Regions from separate parts of the Astyanax mexicanus genome. Here region 1 is linked to region 2. The links are chromatin contacts, called in public Hi-C maps. All regions are on one chromosome and are shown on one strand. The core of a region is the stretch at or near the end of the contact, and the rest is flanking DNA. Distances in the headings are between cores, read along the strand shown.

Region 1 (4,427 bases), core at 1,240-3,739, 66 kb after region 2:
ATCTTGACGAGAAGAGAGGAGAGTCTAAATACAGACTATGCCCAAAATCAGTATCAGGGTGACTAACACCTCCTCAGGTTTCTTTCCATTTGTCTGCTCACATTCCCCTGCTCCTCCCTCCTCCCTCCTCCTCCTTCCCTCGCTCCCCGAGATCAGAGCAAAAACAGAAGCTGTTTATAGCATCTCCTTCTCCCGGCTCTCCGCTCTCTGACTGGCTCTCGAGGAAGGTGATGTAAGCTGCGACTTCGTCACTCTAGAATTTCCTCTCTTTTCTTCTTAATGGACTGCTGAGATTCACAAACACACATACTCATACACATTTGGTTCTGTACAATATATGGACCTTACATACACTATACTGTCTGTTTAAATGTCTGTAGACACCCCTTTAAGCACTTGAGGATGAAATGACCTCAAAAATGCTCTTGTCTCTGAATGCAGTCATATCCTCACAGCAATCTTCCAAAATCTAATAGAAAGGATTCATTGAGCATTAAAAACAGTTACTTTATCAAAAGCAGGATTTTGAACTCATTTTTAAAAACCACATACGCTGACAACCCAAATTTTGTAGAACATGTATTATGTGCCATGTCTTTTGCCAAAGAATACTACACTGACCTTAAGGATATGTGTGAGGTCTTCTGCATTAAATGTGGATGTGATTTTCTGACAGAGTTGCTTGTCTATTCGCATGGACAAGTCTAGCCAGATGCTGCCGTCCACAATCATTACCACCCACTGTACTATTGCTCAAACTTCATAATAATATTCATTAATTTCGACTTGCCATGAGCATGTTGGCTAGTGTTTAACCTCACTCACAGGATAACACCTCACAACGTATTCAGGTGTGTGCGTTCCTAATCTGTAGCCTGACGCTTTAGGATCAATTTACATACTGCTGTCCCATGACTTTTGGCATCCGAGTGTACCACTTTAAAATAGTTTGTTTCTCTGATTTTACTATTTAAAATAAAACATTATTGTTTTATTCTATGAACTACTGACAACATTTCTCACAAATTCAAAATCAAAATAAAACCACTGGAATATAATCAAGAGGAAGATGGATGGTCACAAGCCATGATGAAACAAATCCGAATTCTTAAATTGTTGCACCAGGATGGCACAAGTTTACCCAAAAGTAGTGTGAAAGACAGGTGTAGAGCATGGCTAAATCAGAGCATGTCAAACTTACATGTTACTTCACCAAATATTAATTTCTGAACTCTTTCTGGGTTAAAAACATTAGAATTGTTGTTTCTAAATGAATATGAACTTGTTTTCTATGCATTATTTGAGGTATGAAACCACTGCATTTGGAATTTGGAAGAAATTTAGTTTGTAGAATAAAACAACAATGTTAATTATACTCAAACATATACCTATCAATAGTAAAATCTGACAAACTGATCATTTTGAAGTTGCCTCTTATTTTTTAATTCAATTATTTCTGTATAAATTACACAAACCAGACTGTGGCAATGCTATTAAAAATATTAACATGACGAAGTGTTAAATCCTGTTCTTTAACATGTTTTGATTTAAAATAAATATTTTTAATGAATGACATGGCCTTTATAAGCCAAACAACCACAGGGGAACTGTGCTCTTAATGTTAAAGAGACGGGTTTGATATTGAAGGGTCACAGGTTTGATCTCCTGGACTGGCACGAATTGAAAGGAATAGCGCTTTTCCTTCATCAACCTTCATGCCTGAGATGCTTTTGAGCAGCCCGAAATTGCTGAGCTGGCTTCTTTTTGCTGTGTGTGTGTGCGTGTGTGTGCTTGTAGGTTTCTCTGAATGCTGTACAATAACCTTTTATTTGTAAGAATGCAAATTCATACTCAAACACTGTTATTGATTTAAAGGGCTCATTTGTGTGATTTATCAATATTACAATGCACCCAGACAGTTATCAAATCAGACACTCCAGCAGAGTGACACACATTTGATGTACACACACACATAGTGCCGAAGCCACCACACCGGCATACTGAATTCCATTTCTTTCTTTGGCAGGCCTACACACATCTATTTTTATCTCTCTCACTTTACCCCCCCCCCCATCCCCCGCACTCTGTGACTGAATATGTGTGTGTGTGTGTGTGTGATGCAGACACGCCTGCTGACCCAGTCGTCAAAGGAAAGTATGTAGCTCGTTGCACAACACACCAGCTGTCTGTGCTTAGCAGGAATACATGCACTGTACTCTCTCACACACACATTCATATAAACTCACACACACACACACTTAACATGCCATTCTTCGCCCTTCATTCATAACATTGCAACGTGACATTATTAATAGTTTGGCTGGTCAGTAGAGGCAGCGCAGTGATACGGCTGGACCCTCTTCAGATATCTGCAGCAGATATGTGTCATGTTTTATAAACAAGCTCAAGCTGAGAGGATGACATTTCAGGATGTCAAAGCTAGTTGAGTTGCATAACACGTCTGTGAGTTTGTGTTTATATGTGTGAGTGTGCGTGTGTGTGTGTATGATTATGAGTATAAGTATGGATTAAAGGTGATACCTGGACAGAGCAGAGCTGCATGGCTGCTCCCCCGGTGTGTATGCAGTGGAGCGGTCCCCCTTTCTCCTGGGACTCTGGAGATTCTGCACTGATGAGGATTTCTTCAGCTTGACCAGGGGAGACCCCTGGTGGTCAGAAATGAAAAAAAAAAAAAAAATAGTGAGCAACCACTCAACCACATTTATCTTGGAGTGATCATCTCACATAATGCATAGTTACAGCATTCTAAATCTAAATCATTTTCATTCATAAACAGAGAGTCGAGTATTGAGGTACAAATACTTTTATTACCTTAATTAAGTACAAATTTTGGTTATCTAAACATTACTGGGCAGCTTTGTACTTCTACTCCTTACACTTTAAAAACAGTCTTGTTACTCATATTTCATTACAGCATGTAACCTATCCATATAAATCACTCTACCAGGATATAAACATATACCATTCTGACACCTTATTGGTTTGTATGTGATCCATTGCACCTATATATGTCATGTCACACTCCAGCAAGAACATGGCAGACATATGTAGCCTAGTATGAAGATGATCCATAGCAGAGACTCAAGAGAACTCGAGTGAAATGTCAAATTATGCTTCTTTAATAAACTCTTTAATTAACATTTTAATATAACATTATAGTCATTATGGCTTTTAGAAAAATGTGTTTTGGGGAGGGCGGATAGTGCACTATAGGACCCTGTGGCGCAGACTAAGCTTTTATCCTTATTGGCATTTTTTCCCTTTATATTACTTTTATTTTTATACTACTTTAAGTAGTTTTGAAAACAGTATTTGAACCCTAGTATCTATATTCTACCTGAGTGAAGAATCTGAATACTTTTGACACATTTGTTCATAAATAAGATTTAAAAACCTACCTCTCACATAAACACACTCAGTTGCTTTAATATTTGAATAATGGTATAAGGATGATTATTTACTATTAATATAATAAAAACTATCTTTTAAAAAAAAATACATATTTTTTTCCCCATTTTCTTCCCCAATTTACCGTATTTTTCGGGCTATAAGGCGCACTTAAAATACTTATTTTTTCCCAAAAATCGTCATTGCGCCTTATAATGCAGTGCGCCTTGTGTATGGATTTTGCTTGTGTTTACTGACCTCGATTTTTATGTGGTACACGGCGCTCTGTTGTGCAGAATTCCTCACCCACGCCAGAAAAAGATCCCCCTCTTGGGCTAGCGCGCGGTTACCTTTGACTGCCGTACTGCCTCTCGGCTGTGGCTCAGGGTAGCTAGTTTCCACTGTAGCTCCGTGGCCAGAACAAGGTGCCGGTAAACTTTCCTTTCCACCCGTTCTGGGGTAATAGCACAAACTGTTTCTTTTTAGCGCCCACTTCTAAGTAAAGTTAACCTCTTAACACGCGCTGGCCCACCGGCGGGCCAGAAATATTTAATATTTCATAACTGGCTGTGTTTCTGAATAGTTATGAACAGTTACAGGTTCAATATAGACATCCAATATACCATTTTAAAGCTTAGAATCTCTGCTTTTGAGCTATTTAGCCTATTTAGCGGAATATCCTTTCAGAAAATAAACATTTAGGGCGAAATATGCCTTGGTTATGATTTTAATAATTCATAACTCTCATATTTGCGTTTATCGTTCGTCCATATTTCATTGAATGCGGTCATGTCATACACCATTCGAACCGTCTGGCTCTCCGGATTCCAGAACTGTGCTTTTACTGTAGGATGTATGTTTCATGAATTAGAGCTGCGTCAGAGCGCATGTTTCCAGTAATAAAAGGCTCTCTCCTTTTGTCCTGGGGTAACCTCCGGTCACTGCCGCCACCCCCCGAACACACACCCGCGCTCAGCCACAGGTCCTACCTTCAAAACGCGTCCAGACTAAAGAGAATC
Region 2 (4,013 bases), core at 23-2,522:
TAATACGGTTTTATGACCAACAAAACTGATAATATTAATAAACACACGTTGCGTTGAGTCATGCTTTATTCACTTTTAGCCATTGATAAATTATGATTGAATATGATATCATTAATGATGGGAACATGTGGGTATTACATACAGTATGATAAACACAGCTTATGATGCTTTAATCAATCAATTGTAATTTATAATCAATCCATTTATAATGCATTAAAATGCATAATAAACATGGTTGTAATCTGTTATGCACTGAATGCCTATTCAAAGCATAAGTCCAACAAGCATAACATTCATAGAAAGTGTTTCCAGAAATTCTTATTATATTCCAGATATATTGCTATTGCATTTTGAAATGTATGCATATTCAATACATATGAGATGCACTAATAGATTATATAGACATTTACAATACTTGTACATAATACATATGGGTCAAATTGTAGATTTATGTTTACTACATAATTTGAACACACAAACTGTCCCTTACACTATGCCAAAATGTCTTGATGAAATATATACTATATATAAATACTTTTAAATGACCTTAATCTTTCATTGAAAGTTTAGACGTTTTTTTCTCTCTCCAGAAAAGTTTTTTTTTTTATTGGACAGCTACGATATAAACACTTTCATTAACATTTCATACATTGTATATATAATATACATGTACAATATACTGCACATATAGGTTCATACATAGTGTATGTAGCATATATGTTTACATATACCAACATGTAATGCATATGACATGAGACATAATATTGTTTCTTTTAGATGCACAGTATGGACAAAATTATTGGGACACCTGTTTATTATCTTCATTCTATCTTCAGAAAATACATTTTGTTGTAGGACCTGCCTCTACTGTCCAGGGAAGGACTTCTCCAACAATTTGGAGTGAACTGCTGTGAGGATTTGATTGTACTTAACGACAAGTGCATTAGTGACATTGGCCTGTTCTTACTAATTTAAAGGTACTAGAAAAGCAATGTCAATCTCTGTCAACAACGGGTGCTTAAATTTAAAGTAGCTGAATGCATTAATTAGAGGGTTACACTTACATTATGGGGACTGTGACAATATTATTATTAGAAATACATGTATGAGGTATATAACAACCATGTGTGTGTGTGTGTGTGTGTGTGTTTGCACCACTTGTTCTCTCTGTGTTGCTGTCTGATTCATCAGCCAGGTCACAGTGGTTTATTCACAGCCTCCTCCTCCGTGTCTTGTGGGTAAAGAGCCATGAGGAACGCGCTCTGTTTGGAAAGCCGGGCTGGACCGGCTCCATGTGCGTTGGAGGACGATGTCTGTCACATCGCTTTATATTCACGGTTCATCTCCCATATTAGCATGCTAACACCCAGACAGCTCCAGATTATGTTTTAGCTGCAGGCGAGAGGAAAATTATGTTTTGGTTCCTGTGTGCCTGGGAGTGTGTGTGTGTGTGTGTGTGTGTGTGTGTGTGTGGAGGCCTGCACAATATTACAGTTTTATAAACATCACACTGGCCTGTGCAGAACTGATAAAGTAGTAGTGTGCTAGAAGAATCATATAGATCTAGATTTTGTAGACTTGTAAAAATGTATTTCTAATGTATTTTAATCTTTAAAAAAGTGTTAATATTAGATTTGCTATTTTGGTAGTTTTATAGTTATCATTATATAAACCTGTTTTGGCAATCAGTGCCTTATTGTGTTAAATCAGGTGAGCTGCTGATGGAATTAGAAATCTAGAGAAGCATTCTTGTTATTTTTTTTACTGTATTTAGGATCTTATAAATGCAATGGTATTTCTGTAATCTGGACTCCAGATAACACAGATGTATATTACAACAGGAAAATGCTCGTCCACATACTGAGGCCACCTCAACAGCTTACCTTGAAGACACAGATGCTGTGCTAAAGCCTGCTCCAACATCAGGCCAGTGCCAGACAGAAAATGTGTGCCATTGTCTCAGAAATTTAAATATTAAATAAGACCAACTAGAACTTTTGGCAGTGTGGGCAGTGTGCCAAATCCTGCTGGAAAATGATATCTGCATCTCCATAACAGTTTTCAGCAGAGGGAAGCATGAAGACTTGATAAAACACAGTGGATCATCACCAGCAGATGACATGTCTCTCCAAACCATCACTGATCATCAGTAAATTTTAAATTTTATTTGGAAATCAAGGAGCAGAGTCTGGAGGAGGGGTGGAGAGACATAGTTCAAGCTGCTTGAGGTCTAGTGTGAAGTTTCCCCAATCAGTGATGGTTTGGAGAGACATGTCATCTGCTGGTGTTGATCCACTGTGTTTTATCAAGTCTAAAGTCAGTGCAGTGTTTTCCCAGAAAATCTTACAGCACTTTATGCTTCCCTCTGCTGACAACTTTTACGAAGATGTGGATTTCATTTTCCAGCAGGATTTGGCACACTGCCCACACTGCCAAAAGTACTAATTGGTTTTATATAATATTCTAATCTTTTGAGACACTGACTTTTGGGTTTTCACTGGCTGTAAACCATAATCATCAATCATCAACAGAAATAAACGTTTAAAAATAGATCACTCTGAGTGTAATACATCTATATAATGCATGAGTTTCACATTTTGGATTACTGAAATGAAGTAATATATATATGTGTATATATATTTATATATAAAATGTAGCAGAATAACCACAGCATGTTATTGTCTAGATCTGGTGTGAGCGTGTATGCATATGTGGGCGCTCTTGCTCTCGCACCTCAGGTGTTGACCCCTGACCCCGTGGTGTATGATGGTGCCGTGGGCGGTGTCTGATTGGTCTGTGTCTCAGACGGCACTGTCTGAGCAGAGACGGATCTGAGGAGGTGCTGTTTTGACAAGCGTGTAGTTAGCCTACTGGAGGGAATGTTTCTGTACACACACACACACACACACACACACACACAAACACTTCCACACAGTCACACAAACACACTCCCCCACACACTTACAGACACTCACACAAACACACTCCCACACACACTCACATGGATATAAATGGGTAAAGTGTTTCACTTGCCAGACTAAAGCTGATATAACAGCTCCAGTTAGATACCATGTATCGGTTTAATACCATGACTCAGAACACTAGTCTAAAATCAGCTCTAGCAGCATTCAACATACAGTTTACAGCTTACATTTTACAGACTTTTTTTTAGTCAAACATTTTATGAACATTACAACATTTGGCTTTTTTATTTGTAATTCCAGTAATGTATATTACTGTTTATTTATTGGCTTTTCATCTTTGTAAGCATACATAAATAGTCCACTAAAAGCCCAAGTTAACCTGTAAATGAAGAAGATGGATGTAGAACATCTAGACAACTTGACAGATTAAAAATTCTAGAAATCCAAAGTCATATTTTTTGGAAAATTAAACACATTTTTCTAGCATCTATTGTTTTGCTGGGATTTATCAATTCTGATTATGTATCAATTCTGTCAGTGTTTATGAGTTTTAGTTTTGGGGATTACTTTAAAGTTACTTTAAAAGTTTCCATAATGTTATTTTTTGTTTAAACATTTTAATTATGTTGTTTAATGAGGTTTAATTACATTACAAGCTTACATTCCTGAATCCTTCAGAAAATGTTGCTGAATGTTCTTGTAACATGTTTAGACTGATGTTAACTGATAACATCATGAGAATGTTTAGTCTGTATTGTTACCAAAAATATGTTTCAGGAATGTTCTGGAAACGTTTGAAGTAATCTCAGCTTTTAGACCTCATTAAAGGATTCCAGGAAGAATAGCCTGTAACTTTGCAGAAATAACATTCAAGAGATGTTCTGCAATCACAACATCTTTAGAATGTTTCTCACACATCGTGTAACATTCTCATTACATTCTATGTTACCTGGGACCCCAGTTAACTCATAACATTATGAGAATGTTTAGTCTGTAATGTTACCAAAATTATGGTCCAGGAATGTTCTGGAAATGTGTCATGCATTTTCAGAACATTCCTGGAATGTCATTTCTGTAACATTGCAGGGT

The links. A called contact is a pair of places that touch in the nucleus more often than the background predicts.
Region 1: a Hi-C map of blood shows a contact between it and region 2, with 8 times the contacts expected there. The contact joins two enhancer-like sites. A contact is called at or near these places in 3 of 3 Hi-C or Micro-C datasets (blood and muscle).

The regions. Positions count from the first base shown.
Region 1 is chr16:15,851,377-15,855,803 of AstMex3_surface, forward strand. si:dkey-121a11.3 reads right to left here. Exons shown (of 11, transcript XM_022669626.2): 9 at 2,542-2,666. Among protein-coding and RNA genes, the nearest start is that of stx6, 27 kb to the left of the region's middle. Within about 2 kb of position 2,490, the one cell type or tissue checked has an H3K27ac peak away from gene starts, as active enhancers do.
Region 2 is chr16:15,786,994-15,791,006 of AstMex3_surface, forward strand. No RefSeq gene overlaps it. Among protein-coding and RNA genes, the nearest start is that of tal1, 29 kb to the left of the region's middle. Within about 2 kb of position 1,273, the one cell type or tissue checked has an H3K27ac peak away from gene starts, as active enhancers do.